Regions from separate parts of the Muntiacus reevesi genome. Here region 2 is linked to region 1. The links are chromatin contacts, called in public Hi-C maps. All regions are on one chromosome and are shown on one strand. Each heading gives the region's core, a stretch centred on a gene start, on an enhancer-like site or on the middle of the called end of the contact. The rest is flanking DNA. Distances are from core to core; before and after follow the strand shown. Region 1 holds the start of PPP4R1 (protein phosphatase 4 regulatory subunit 1). Region 2 holds the start of VAPA (VAMP associated protein A).

Evidence for each region. Hi-C and Micro-C count contacts between places; a contact is called where the count stands out from the background.
Region 2: a contact with region 1 is called in a Hi-C map of muscle, with 4 times the contacts expected there. The contact joins the promoter of VAPA here to the promoter of PPP4R1 in region 1. A contact is called at or near these places in 2 of 3 Hi-C or Micro-C datasets (blood and muscle).

Annotation. Positions count from the first base shown.
Region 1 is chr4:39,795,977-39,803,425 of mMunRee1.1, forward strand. PPP4R1 (protein phosphatase 4 regulatory subunit 1) reads right to left here and starts at 3,868. Exons shown (of 20, transcript XM_065932578.1): 1 at 3,763-3,868; 2 at 3,626-3,670. The coding sequence starts at 3,769.
Region 2 is chr4:39,974,281-39,981,729 of mMunRee1.1, forward strand. It overlaps VAPA (VAMP associated protein A), which reads left to right and starts at 3,268. Exons shown (of 6, transcript XM_065932586.1): 1 at 3,268-3,590. The coding sequence starts at 3,512.

The sequences.
Region 1 (7,449 bases), core at 2,618-5,117:
GCACGCTAGTCACAGCTGAGAGAAATTAACATGAAGACTAGATTAGCTGCATTACGCATGAGCCTCATTCGAATCACCCCTCCCTACCAGGTTAAATTAAACCTTAGGCAGCATGCTACATGCATCTTCAAGGGTATTATTCTAAGTACAGGTTCAGACAAACTGCCTACACTAACTGGGGCCGCTCGACGGTGCAAACTCAGGAATCTAAAGGAAAAATGGTCTTTAATACAAAAATACTCTATATTAGAATCAGGAGGTTTGGCTTAAATTCTGGCAGGTACTTAGAGGAGTTTTGTCCCCTGAGAGAATCATTTAGCCTCTATGCGTATCAGTTAACTTATTTATTAATATCAGAACACCAGAGTCTACAGGTCCTAGGAAGAACAACTCACATATGAGAGCAACTGGAAACCACTAACCTAACGTCATCTTTCTTTTAGAATAATATTCTTCGACACATTACTTGAACCAAAATTTAAATTTTAATCAAACTCCTCCAGTGAAATTATTTTTACAAACACTAACTCATCAAATCCTACTATATCTAAAGTCCCATCTCACCTATCCTAGAAATCTAGCAACTTAATTGTACACCAGAACTGCGTCTATGAAGAACTGATGACAGAAATTTAAAATCTCCTCCTCCGAGAGTCTATCTGTAACTCCACACTGGAACCCATCATCCCAGGAACATGAAGGGTTCACCCAGCTTGGAAGTCGCTCTGCTTTCTCTCTGAAATTCAAAGTGGGCCTCATCAGATGGTTAAGTATTGGAAGTATCACTTTTAAGCAAACTGAGTTTTTCAGTGGGCTATTCTCCTAAACTTAATAGTTCTGTACAAAGATGTTATTTATTTACCGCTGATAAGGAGTCTGCCTGCAATGCAGGAGACCCGGGTTCGATCCCTGGATTGGGACGATCCCCTGGAGAAAGAACTGGCAACCCACTCCAGTATTCTTGCCTGGAAAATACCATGGACAGAGGAGCCTGACTGGCCAGAGTTCATGGGGCTGGAAAGAGTTAGACACAACTAAGAGACTTCACTTCTCCTACTACAGGACCCTTTGAAGTGTACATACAAGGCACCCTTTTTCACACATCAGGGTTTTTTTTTCCTCCAAGAGTATCAGTCAAGTCCATCTCTGACCAACCCTTTCCTGTCCTACTCACATTTCTACTGATTCTACATAGAGAGTTAGAGGCTTAATATGAAACAAATCAATGAACAACCTGAGACTCTCATCTCAGGATCCGGTGATGGCCTCTTTCAAGATCTGGACCTCACCTGTGGTCTTCCCCGGGCTCCCCAGCTGCTCATTACTTGTACAACAGTACTGACTCTCTCCTGTCTTAGTCTAGGATCTGCATTTAGGAAAGGCCACCAAGAATCTGGAGCTCAAGCAGCTGACTCAGCCGTTGGTGTAGCTGAAGGGGCAAGCCCCCAGACAGCCCCCATCAGCATTGCCCAGGGCAGAAGACCTGGCCTGGAGACACAGTCCAGCCATGCAGGCAGCCCAACCCCACCTCTCCTCCACCCCAACGTCTCTGGTCCACTCCCTGTCCAGGACATGCTGAGCCTCTCCATTTCCTCCCCAGCCATCTCAACCTGGACCAAGGCCTCATGGCTAGGTTCCCCTCTCACCACCCTCCTCCCTTCACAACAGACCCTGAGGGGTCCTTTAACTGGCCATAGGTAGGTTCCAAGATGGCTTGTTCCTGAATATTCTGGATAAAGGCATCATCCGTAGAACCTGCAGCCACTAAGAAAAATAAGCAATTATTCCAACAAAGACTTCCACCAAACTAGATGCAAATAAGCTACTTCTAAGGTCGAACATTTTATCCTCAATTAAAACACACTCGACAGCACTGTAAATCAACGTACTTCAATAAAACACACACACACACAGGGAACAAACAGAATCTTAAAGAAGTTAATTGTGAGCACTAGCAGCACCTGTAAATATGTGAATTATGTGGCGTAATGTTCAACATCGGCATCCCCTCCCTGCACTTTCTTTCCGGTTTCCCTTATAACACCACCACCACATAGTGGTCACTATTTACCAGGTATTGTTCTAAGTGTTTTATGTGAATTAATTAATGAAAGGCTCTGAACAGCTCTCTAGGGCAGCTAATATTAATTACGCCTATTTACAAATGACCACATTTGGCACTGAGAAGTTCAAGTGAGTGGCAGAGTCTGCTCAAACGGAGGACTCCAAGACTAGAACTGAGCAGTCCTGCTCCTAAGCCCGGTGTGTCCACGACTGTACTGGGATGCCCAGACACCTCACTGTCACACTTACGTCATCAAAGCTGCTTGGGAACCGCTAGAGAGGCCCGGAGGGTGACTGCCCCTGGCGGCTCTACCCTCAGCCGTCTGGAGGGTCCTGAAGAAATCAGGCCGAGTTCCACATTGGTGGGCTGCCCCTTCCAGACTGTGCTCCTTAAGGGTGAAGGGGAAAACTGCAGCTCATCTCTTAGACTCTGATTGCCCGGGGCACCCAAGTGACAGTAAATGAATGAGACAGTCCTCGACACCTGCTGCAGAGGGGCGTCTTCCACCAAGAAAAAGCCTTGGACCTAAACACACGCCTGAGAAGGCCCTGCATGGGGACAGTCCTTAGTCAACTCTTCAAACCTCTCCAAAGCTAACCCCGCAGGGGCCCCAGAGCGGCAGTAACCGACACCTGAAACTTATCGGCAGGTGCGCGCGTCCAGCGGACAGCAAGCACGAAAGGAGATGGGAGAGCCGGCCTACACTACATGAGCACTGCTGCCTTCACAAAGCCTTTTACTGAGAAAAAAGAAAAAGAAAAACTAAAACGTAAACCCAGACTGCACCAAACACGAGTTTACGTATGGTTCATTCACCTTAGAAATATTTTTTTCTAAAAGCTCCTTATAAAGAGTCAATTTCCCTCACGTCACTCAGAACACCCAGTAATTTTAAAAATGAGCTTAATTTGGGCAAGGAAACCACATGAGACCACGCTAGGGATCAGCTCCCGGCACCTAGAGGAGCGACGCCCAGGTACAACCCCCGGGGGACCCCCGACGCGGTCCAGACCACCGCACTGTTCCCGGAGCCCTCACGTCCCCGTACGCCGGCCCCGCCGGAGCCGCCTCCCAGCTCCCTTCCGACCCCGGAGCAGAGCACGCGAGCGGGACGCCTCCTTCCCGACGCTCCTCCGGGAACAATGTCAAACTTTTTGTTTTTCCTGAAGCACAAGACTCCTCCGCTCGGAAACTTCACGGTCCCCAGGAAGCCAGGCGTGGAGGCGCGGGAAGGCCCGGCCGAGCCGCCAGCCTTTGCGCCGAAGAAAGGCGGTCGATGCTTGCGGGGCCGTCCCGCCCGGGCCGCCCCTTCCGCCTCCGCGGATCCGGGCCCCCCGGACCCCGCAGCCCGGACCCCGGACCCGGGCCGGCGGCCTCGGCGGGGCTCCGGGAGGCGGGCGGAGCCCCGACCCCTGCCTGCCTCGGCCCCGGCCCCGCCGACCAGCCGCCGCGCTCCCGCTTCCGCCGCCGCGGCTCCGCCCGAACGGCCGCCCCGAGCCGCCGAGGCCTGGGCTCCCCGCCGCCCGCGCCCTGCCTCCCGCCCGCCCGGCCCGCACTCACATCCGTCCGCGTCCTCCGGCAGGTCCTCCTGCAGCAGCGACAGGTCTGCGCCGAGGGAGACAAGAAAGGCCGTGAGCCCGCCGCCCGCCGCCCCGCGCCCTCGCGTCCCCGCCCGCCGCCCGCCGCGGGGCCCGTACCCGCCATCTTGCGGCGCCCCCTCCTCCGCCGTCGCCCGGGGACCCGGGGCTCCAGGGGCGGCGCGCGCGGCGGCCGGTGGACGCGCGCGGGGGGCGGTGCCGCGGGGACGCGCGGGGCGGGCTGAGGGCGGCGGGCCGGGGGCGGCTCCGGACGCCGGGCGGACCCGGCCCGCCCCGCCCGCCTGAGCGCCGCTCCGCCTCCCGCTTCGCTCGCTCCGCCCGCCGGCGCGCTCTCGGCTCGGCTGGCCCCTCGGTGAGCCGAGTCCGAGGCGCCGCTGCTGCTGCCGCCGCCGCCGCCGCCGCCGCCGGGGCCCCGCGCCGTGTGCCGGGCTCGGCCGGGCGGGGCCTCCCGTGCGCTTTGTTGGGTCACTGGCGCCGCCCGTCGGCCCGCGGGGCCCTGTCCCGGCACCTGCCCGCCCGTCTGCTCGGCCGCGCGCCGGGGCCACCTCCGGGCGTGAAGCGCCGCCTCCGCGCCGGCCGCCGGGCACGACGAACAAAGCCGCGGGGACGGCCCGGCTCCCGCGCTGGCCCCGGCCCGGCGGTGGGCGTGCGGCCCGGTAGTAGGAGGACCGACGAACCTCGCCCCCGGGCTCGTTGGGACTAAGGAAGAACGACAGGAACCGAGCACCGAGTACTGGGCGTCCCGCAGGTGCTGGGGAACGGCGCCTCGCCTTAGCTTTTGTCTGTAAATAATTTAAATAATTGTGGTAGCACTCGAGGCGCTTGGCTGAAATTTGCAGCACGCGTTCTGTTACTTCTGTCTTTCCACAAGTGCTCAGGGATGCACACAACCGCCCAGTATGGTGTGGGGGCCCAGCCCCAGTTCCCTGGCCCACTGCCCACTGGCCTCTGTCCAGGACTCAAGCCCACCTCCTGGTCCCCCAAGGCCTCCAGGATGGTCATGCCCTGAATGACCGTTACACAGGGATGTGTGTAAGTGATGCCACGTTGGGGGTCTGGCCTCCGGGGAGGAGACAGAATTCCAAATGGTCTGCACGATGATCTTAACCAAGGACATTGTATTACATTTAATGCCGTGAAAGAATCAGAGCCTCTGAAATACATAATTATGGATAATAAAATGGGTCCCATATAGCTATTCAAAATAACTTCTCTCTCAGATGTTATAGGTTGCAATATGGATTTCATCAAGTGAAGTCAAAGTCGCTCAGTCCTGACTGGACTCTTTGCAACCCTATGGACTGTAGCCTGCCAGGGTCCTCTGTCCATGGAAATCTCCAGGTCAAAATCCTGGGGTGGGTTGCTCCTTCCCTTCTCCAGGGGATCTTCCCAACCCAGGGATCAAACCCAGGTCTCCTGCATTGCAGGTGGATTCTTTACCGTCTGAGCCCCTGGGGAAGCATGTATTCCATAGTATGTGTTATTAATATTTTCTGAGAGAGAAAAACTGGAATACCATCTCTAACTCTAGGTGTGTGTCTAGTGTAACAAAATAATTTAAAAGCCAAATGGCAACCATCGTTCTCTCCTTCCTTGCGGAACACTTGTATGTGAATTCAGCTGATACTCACTCTCAATGTGACAAGGAGTTAGAAATTCACAACTGTCACTTGACTCAGTCCATGAGAGCTTTGCCCTGCTAATGGTACCTCAGTAATCCTGGGTGGAAAGAGGAGGGCAGGGCATTGGGGTCTTTCCACTAGCTGGGGGTCTCCTTGCAGCAGCACAGAATCTACAGTGCCAGCTAGGCTTTGGCCCCCAGACACACATGGAGGTGAAGGGGACCATCTAGGCGATCCACCCAGTAGAGTAAGACTTAGTGATGGTGATAAAACAGATGTTATGTTACAAATACTTTGGCTACCTGATGTGAAGAGCCGACTCATTGGAAGATACCCTGATGCTGAGAAAGACTAAGGGCAGGAGAAGGGGATGACAGAGGATGAGATGGTTGGATGGCATCACCGACTCAACAGACATGAGTTTGAGCAAACTCCAAGAGAGAGAATGAAGGACAGAGGAGCTGGTGTGCTGCAGTCTATGTCCGCAAAGAGTTGGACACGACTGAGCAAGTGAACAACAACCAAATGCTAGCCTGGGCTATATAGGTCGACTAAAACTCTGCCTTGGGTAAGCAAGGCTGCACAGTGAGTTTTATCTTACTTTCTCTGGGAAGGCAGCCAAGGAGGAGGGGCTGTGTAATTGTATCCATATTGTTCAGGAGCTGTGCATTTGATTATTGTCTTACCTGTATCCCACATTACAGCAGGTCCCTGGAGGCAGCTCAGTGTTTAGACATTTCACTGAGGACGTTCTTATTCATGGGTCAGCACAAGCATGTTTCTTACATGTGATTTTTCTCTCACTCTCTAGTCCTTGCTCAAAGATAACAGTAAATGGTTTTTACACCAGTATTTGTAAAGGGTGCTCTGCTTCCTCCTCATAGTAAATGACATTTAAAGAACAGTCATTGTTGTGCTATGGCCTTACCCCAACTGCACTTACAGTGTAGACGGTGGATGCCGAGCTGTGTGCATGGAGATCAGAGCACAACCCAGAGTCTGCGTCCTTCACCTGCTCTGCCCCTAAAATCTGCAAAACAGGGGGAATTCACATGTCACTGCTTTCGAAAGTGTTATCCAACCATGGCTACTAAGGCCTGGATTTTTTCAGAAGTCCTCCTCCAAATGATAGTGAAGACTTTTATGAGTAGCCAAGAAGCCTTGGAAATTTATAAACTTGGCTCTTGAAACAATAAGTATGTTTACTATTGCAAACATTAAGTATCATGGGAAAATATTGCTAATAAAAAACCTACCTGACATTGCTTGCTATGTCATTTATTAATTTTTGAATTGGTAATTGAACGGTTTACTTTTTCTTCAAGATGGTCCTTCTTAAAGTGGAAAGTATGTAAAAGGCAGATCTTTTAGTTATTGTTTTGAATAATAATAAATGAATCAATCTGATAATGGAGACATGCTTTTACAATAAAAATGGTTTTTAAGTAAATTTTTTAACCTTTATTTTCATTCATCTCTGTTTTTTTTTTTTAAGCCAGGTTTATTTGTTCTTCAAGAACTATTTGAAGAACAAATATTTTCCTTTTTTTTTGATTAATTTCCAATCTCTTACCCAAAGCCTCCTGTAAATATTTTGGCAAATTGTATAAAGATAAGTATTTGTGTGAAGTTTCTGTTATCTTTCTTTTCTATGCTTCTTTTAAGTCCCATTTAAGCTCTGTGTCAAGATGAAATTCCAAATTGTGAGTTCTTAGTTTTTCCTAGAGCTTTCATAGTTTGGTTTTGTTTGTCAAAGACACTGGTCTCTTTTTATTCACATTTTCTCACACCACCTTAGGAAAAGAAAGAATAAAGAAGAGAGGGAGGAAACAGCCAAAAAACTGAGCCAGAGTTCTCCCTACTCAGGCTGTGCTTTCTCCGTTTATAGGGGTCCGAGGCTGCCCTGAGATGCACAGAACTTCAGCTCTGTCCACGGTCACCAGGCCGCAGGTTCCCCAGCCTAGGTTTGTTCTGAGCAGAACAGTGCAACCTGGAACCACCACTGTAACCAAGTAGAAAGGAAAGTAAACCCTGTCTTATCCACCATGTTAAGGACTCCATTTCTTTCACCATGCTCCAGATGAATAAAACCAAAAGGATTCTGCATCAAGGAATTCTGTAGTTATTCCAGCTGAGGAACGGCACCCATCCAGTTTGTTCCACA
Region 2 (7,449 bases), core at 2,018-4,517, 180 kb after region 1:
GGCTCACTCCTGAATACCCACCACGTGCTGGGCAAGGCAATAATTTAACATTGATAAAGTATTAACTCATGATTCTCATGAAAAACCTCGGATAGAGCTTTTGTTATTCTTTCCAACTTACAAATGTAGAAGGGGCACAGAGAGGTGAAGTCAGTTGCTACGACCACACAGCAGACAATGGTACTTGAACCCAGCCTGTACTCTATACACTTTACTGCCTCAGTATCTGTTGAAGATATGCTCATTTAACTGTTTACTGAAATAAATTATGCAGAGAATTGTCCATAAATTCATAATTATAGAGCATCTCTATAGTAAAGGTTAACATATTTAAAGATGGAGAAGACAATTGTACTTTGTTATCATTTGTACTGGAAATTGGTGGTGGTGTTTTTTTTTAAATTCTTACCAAACTCCTAAGAGATAATTTGTACAAAGGTGAGTATTACTCACGATTCAAGTGGGCTGAAGTAATATTCGAGGACTTTGTACCTCTTGGACACCTGAAAACTTGGGAGTTAAAGAATATGTTTGAGTATATTTTTGGTTATTACCTTAAGGGATCTTTGGGAAGCTGTGTGTCAATATAGAAACAATAGAAGTCGATTACACCTAAAACAATTGTTGCCTTAATCACTTTCGAATGTCATTTTATTGTGGCTTTGGGAAGAGCGAAAATGCACAGAAGAGAAAACTGGGCAATTCCTCCCCTCCAGTTTAGGTCTATTAACTGACATGAGGTGGCTGTCACCTATGTTTTCATTTCCATATTTAACAACAAAAGTAACACTTGCAAACTGTTATGAGGTTGTTCTGAGTAGCCTGTGATGTTTGTAAAGTTCTTTGAAGTGTAAGAAGGAAGGTATTAAAATACACCAAAGCACAAACAAGACTTCTCTGGTGGTCCAGTAGTTAAGACTATGTGCTTCCAGTGCAGGCGGTGTGATTCAATTTCTGGTCAGGGAACTAAGATCTCACACACTGTGTGGCAAAAAAAAAATAAAAAACAAAAACAAAGCACTTAAACAGTGCACTGTTGAATGAGGGGTAGGTGATTCAGGGGGACTCTGAGTCATTCACAGTGCGGTGCTCTAAAATAGTAATAGAAGAATTCTTCCAAAGAAGTTCCATGTATTCTTAGACTACCAGATATGTAGATTCTTATGGGTTTAGACTCTATTCCATTTTTGAAGCTATACTGCAAAGAGAAAATCAGTTGATTGCAGAGGCGATGACTGAAATAGGCAGAGGTTTCTGAATAACACAGATGTGGAAACTGGAATATAGCCATTTCCGGCTTCCTCCTGAACTCCCAGTGAATTTGCCAACCTGCCCCACAGCAGGGAAACTGGCAAAGCCCTCAGCCTGCTAGGTCTGCTACCTGGGGTTCCCAGTCAGCTTGCTGGGAGACAAGTGTTCACCTAGTCATGGAGGGGCCAGTCGGCCAGGCTGACTTACCCATGGATTTGACTTCTGCAGCAAGCTGAAAAGGAACTTGACTTTGTGAAGCTTAAGGGTCATCAGTTCACGACTAAACATATATGGGACCACATACCATGGGGAGATTGTCAACCTCAACTATTTTGTTTTTAAATCTTAAAGCCTCTTGAACAGATTTTCTGTATGTTCCTTTAAAGAGAATTGAAATTTCAAAATAATTTTGTGAATAGAAGAAAATCAAAGGATAGGTAGATTTAGAAGATGCTTTTCAAACAACTGGCTCTGTGATAAAAAATCTGCCTGCCTAGGCAGGTGACATAGTTTTCATCCCTGGGTCCAGAAGACCCCCCCCGGAGAAGGAAATGGGAACTCACTCCAGTATTCTTGCCTGGAGAATCCCCTGGATAGAGCGGCTTGGCGGGCTACAGTCCGTGGGGTCGCAGGGAGTCGACAGGACTGAGGACGCACGCATTTCAAACAAATTAAGCTCTGGCATTCTGCTGAAGGTACACTGCTTTCCTTGGGCACAGCCTACAGCCTAGTGCGCATGCTAGGCTAGTTACTCCAGAGAACTGTTCCCAAGTGGGCTCCGATGCCTGGACTGCAGTGAGGACGTGGACTCTGGGTCCACGGCTAGGCCACTGTCCCATTTGTCTGGTTTGTTTTCTAGATCAACTGGGCTCCGCCTCCACCGCGGCAGCATCAATTTGAGCGCTGTTTCGCGGTGCTTCCCAGGGATTTGAATTCGAGCAGCACCGTGACGGTTGATTTACAGCACACTCGTTTGGTTCATGTTCCTGCCCCCGACTACCCTGGCGATATCCGTTAAAGACTGGTCAGCAACTCTGCTGTTGGCATTTTTTCTCCTTCGGCTTAGTTTACTACAGGCTACCTTAAATGCTGCAGATGGAATTCGCTGCCAACATGTGAACGTGACAACCGTTTTGGTTTGGGCTCATCGTTATCAATCAAAACTGAGGAAGAGACAGCAACAAACGCTGTAGATTCTGACTTTTATTTCCAGTTTGATAATGCGTGCCTCATCAGGTCCCCAACGACGCGTCTGCTCGTTAGAGGAGGTGTGTTTCCTCAAGGGCTTTTGCATCCCAGAAGAGAATTCGGGAAGCCAGAGAGCCTGAACTGGAGAACCACAGCTGTACCGACGGAGGGATGGATAGAATTAGGGAGGGAGCAAACTGACCGATCCTGGCATGTTTTCCTCTGGGAAGCTTCTATACTTCTAACCGGGGAACCTCGGGGCAGTCTCCAAAAGTTGTTTTTCTTTTTTCCAGGGCATATGAGACATCCTTTGGGAACCAAAATAAGTGTTGGCAAACCTCACCCCAGCCTCCAACCGACCCTTCTCCTTCCCGCCCGCGCTCAGCCGCTACTACAACTCCCAGCAAGCACCACGCAGTGCCGCAGGAGGACCGGTCCGGCTGGAGACCCCGCCCCGCGCGGAGCATGCTGGGAGTTGTAGTCCACGTGTCTGTTCGCTCCTACTTCTGCTATTTGGCATTCCCGCTTGGGAGATGGCGATGGGCTGCCATAACGGGTTTTCCACTCCAGTCTAGTAACTGCAGCTAAACGTGACCGAGGACTGCGCCCTCCCGCTCTGCGGTGCGCGCCGCGTCAGTGCCAGGGAGCTAAGCTCCGCCCCGTCCACGCCCGCTCCCTTGACAGCTGGGCAAGGCTCAGAGCGCGGCGGGCCAGGGGTGCGCAGGCGCAGCAGCCGGTCGCGCCTGGAGGCGTGGAGGGCGGGCCGGGCGCGAGGCCTCGCGGCCGCCGGGGCGCGCACGTAAGCACGCAGAGGCGTCACGTGGGGCGCCGAGGATCGCAGTGCGCGTGGCCGCGGCGGCTGGTGTGGGGTTGAGTCAGTTGTGAGACCCGGAGCTGCGGACCGGCGAGCGGTTCAGCGAGTCGCCAACAGAGCGGCGGGTGTCGGGTTCGGGAGCCGAGCGCTGGCCCCGCGTCTAGCCGGGCCGACCCGCGCCGCCGCCGCCGTCGCCGCCGCCCCCCGCCCGCAGCCAGCGACCCGCCGCGGGCGCGCCCCCGCTCTGCGCTGTCTCCGATGGCGTCCGCCTCCGGGACCATGGCGAAGCACGAGCAGATCCTGGTCCTCGACCCGCCCACAGACCTCAAATTCAAAGGTGGGCAGGGGTGGCCTGCGGGAGCGGCGGGCGGGAGGTGGCGGCCGTGCCCGGTGGGCCCCCTCCCCCGCCGCCCGCGCCCGGCCCGGTCCGGCCCCGCCCGCGCGGGCGCGCGCGCCCCTCCCGCCGCCATCTTGCGGCCCGCGGGCGCCTCGCTGCGGCGGCGGCCTCGTCCTTGGCCCGCGGGCCGGGGCGGGGTCCGGGCGTGGGCGGCGGTCTGGGGACGCGGGGCAGGCAGGGCGGTTGTCTGCCGGGCGCGGGCCGGCTTTGCGTCAGCGGGCCGGAGGCGGCTGGACGTCCTCCGCGCCGGGCGACACCTGCGCGGGGCGTCACCTGCTCGGGGACCAGGGGCCGCGGGAGCTACTCGGGCGGTTCTTACTGGGGATGCTGCGGGCGCTAGAGCTCGCGGAGCCCGTGACTCGTCCTTCATTCCCGGGGCCCCACGAACACACGGGCTTGGGACTGAGGCCGCTCCAGTGTTTTAGAGAATCAAACAGAAAGAAATGGAGTGCGAAAGAAAACACCTTGGTTTCCGTAGAACACGTTTTAAATAGTTTTAGGAGCTTTAAGAGGTTGTATTCTGTCTCTATGAGAGGAGTGTTGTATAAAGCCTGTATTTTGCAAGCTCTTCAGTGCATTTGCGAATTTCTTTGAATGGAAATTTCAGTGAGCCGCGTGTTAGGTTAGGATTCGGTTTTAAGACGACTCCACGAAATATTCAAAGAGACTTCTTAAGTGCATTTTACTGTAGCAAGTTTATGGGTGTAACTTGAGTTTACATAGTTTTCGCTGAAAGGGGGAAGTAAAACACCTAGGGGAATAATGAATACCAAAATTCAGGTAATACCTAACTCTGTAGCTGTTGTCTGAGAACGGAAGAATTTAATGTAAACCTTTATGGTAGGTAGTTTTTCTTAGAATTTGTGTTTTGCACTTATTTTGGGGGAGGCTGATTTTACAGAGGAAGTTTTCTCCTTGTTAATCTGTGTGTGTTGCCATGAGGGATTTGGACGCCGTTAAAACTAGTTTTAGGTCAAGAAGTATTCACAGAGTTGGACAGTTTCTTCTTAGAGAAGTCGGTGTGTTTCAATGACATGCTTACTGGCTCAGTCGTCTCCGCCTCTTTGCTGACTCCATGGACTGTAGCACGCCAGGCTCGTCTGTCCGTGGGATTCTCTAGGCAGGAATACTGGTGTGCGTTGTCATTTCCTTCTCCAGGGGATCTTCCCCACCCAGGGGTCGAATCTGAGTCTCTTTAAGTCTCCTGAATTGCAGGTGAATTTTTTTACCGGCTAAATCTTCCTTGGAGTCTTTACGGTCTCCGTAGTAAGAGGCTAATAATAGCAGAGAGGCAAGTTAAAGCAACAACCGAAACCCCGACCCAAAGACTTGCCAGATGTTTATTTTAGGTATTGAAGAATTACTAGCTATGATTACAGAACAGATTCTTGTGTTATGGGTGAAAGTAATTAACAAAGTCTATTGAAGTTTGGACTTATTAGTTGACTTTTTTTAAAAAAGAATTTCATGGAAAAGCTTATAGGGATACATATTCAGCTGGTCCATTTACTTAGCAAACACTATTGAAAGTTTTGTACCATCTCTGTATTTGATGAAGAGTATTCAACAATTTATTCAACAAACATCAGCTTGTATTTGGGGATTCAGTCCTGAGCAAGGTGGAGAAAAGACCCACAGTTAGTTTGTAGTTTAAGGGGTAAAACGTGTTTTTTCTTAGTGCTTGAACTCCCAGACGGAAGAGGAACGCAGATGCTGTAACAGAGGCAAAACAAGTATGAGGAAAGAAGGCTCTGCTTCCTTCCTCCCCACTTGTTCAGTAGGAGTTGTTCAGTCGCAAAGTGCTGGTCGACCCTGTGACCCCATGGACTCTACTGTAGCACAGCAGGCTCCACTGTCCCGCACTGTCTCCTGGAATTTGCTTAGATTCATGTCCATTGTTGGGTGATGCTATTTAACCGTCTCATCTTCTGCCACCCCCTTCTTTTTGCCTTCAGTTTTTCCCAGCATCAGGATCTTTTCCAATGAGTTGGCTCTTCGCATCAGGTGGCCAAGGTATTGGAGCTTTAGCATCAACATTAATCCTTCCAATGGATATTCAGGGTTGATTTTCTTTAGGATTGACTGGTTTGATCTATTAGAAGTCCAAGGGACTCTGGAGTCTTGTCCAACACCACTATTGGCTTGCTTTCAAATGGGGAATCGGGAGGGCAGGTCATGGGAATGGTTTGCACCTTTCCTGATGTGAGAAAAGATTGGCTTGTGCTTAGATACCCAGGGTGTGCTGTGTGCTTCTGTTTAAGAGTAGGGGATGGGGAACATTGGGAAAGCAGAGGATAGGATGAATTGGGAGGCTAAATTTGGTGTCATTTGATTCCTTCCTTCTTAAAAGTTATTCTTTTAGTCAGAGGTAAATAGGTTGATGGAAACCTCTCTGTATTCCAAAGACCAGTTCAGCATTAAGTGAGGAGACTCATTTGGAATCAGCAGTTCTCTTCATGTTAATTTCGATGATGGTGTGAAAAAAATCTTTCAACTCTACTTTAAATCATCTGTAGTTTTTAGTTGAAGTAGAAGTCTGTTAAAAGATATTTTTGCAAAATGTCATCTTCTGGTAGATTTATTTGAATTATTTTAACTTTACATTTGATTAAGATAGTTTCTCCAAGAATGAGTCATTTAATTATTCTGAGATCGTATGGTGCGTTTTTCTGTTACATGCATAATAAAGTCATCTTACTATGGATTATTGGCACTTTGTACAATTTTGGAGAAGCAAATAACAGTTTAATACATTTCCTACATACTTTAATATTTTATTCTAGTTTATTGTTTGCTTTATACAATTGTTTATATGAAAGTACTTTTATAATGTCATGAACTCTGAAGTAGTTTTTTTGTTGCATTACTAAAGAAAAAGATGTACATATTTAAAAATTCTGTTTTTTTAGCTTTGGCAGTAATTTGACCTAGAATTCAGATGTGAAATTTGGTATTACATGTGAGACTTTTTTTTGGGGGGGGGGGTCTTTAGAGTGTTTATTTACTCCTGTAAAAATTATTCCTTTGTATTATACAAGATTTTATTTTTCCAACCTATTCATTTTGGAGGAAAGTTTGGAGAAGAAAGTTTAGAAAATGTTGAAATAAGTTGTGAATATATTCTTTCTGGTCATGATCAGAGAAAGGAAAATAGAGCAAAATCATTGTGTTGAAGGTTGCCCATAGTAATGGCATCAGTAAAGAAAACTAAGTGCTCTGAGCGACCAGGGACCAGTGATGTTCAGACAAAGCATCTTTGGGTAGCAGCACATCAGGAAGAAGAGATCTGAGGGAGCATGGAGAATACGCCTCCTCCTGGTGGGTATGTGGCACAGTTGTAGGTGTTTCAGCTCACTCGTGTTTCACAGTGGCTACATCAAACCCCTGGGTTGATTCCCCACACCCTGGACATGGATGTCATATTCCTTAACAGTTTTCAGGGAGCTCTCGACTGCCCTCTGGGTGAGAGTTGTAACTCTTAGTGTGGCATACATGCCCTCTGGGATGTGCTGTCCCCTCTTGTAACACCTGTTCGTCGGCTCACGTCCACACTTCCCTGAGAAGGCAGAGCCTTTCTCGTGTCCAAGCTTGTTGGTTTTGCTGGTTAAGGTAGAGATTGCTCATGACTCAGACCCTGTTCCATCAGGTATTTTCTCTGTCGTGTTTTCAACCACTGGCTTCTTCCTTTAAACATAAGAACACATATGCCTAAGTCTTTCCTTTTAAAAACAAACAAACCAGCAAAATATTGTACTTCTTGACTCCCAGTTCCCCGTGGCTCTTACGTCTCCTGGGCTTT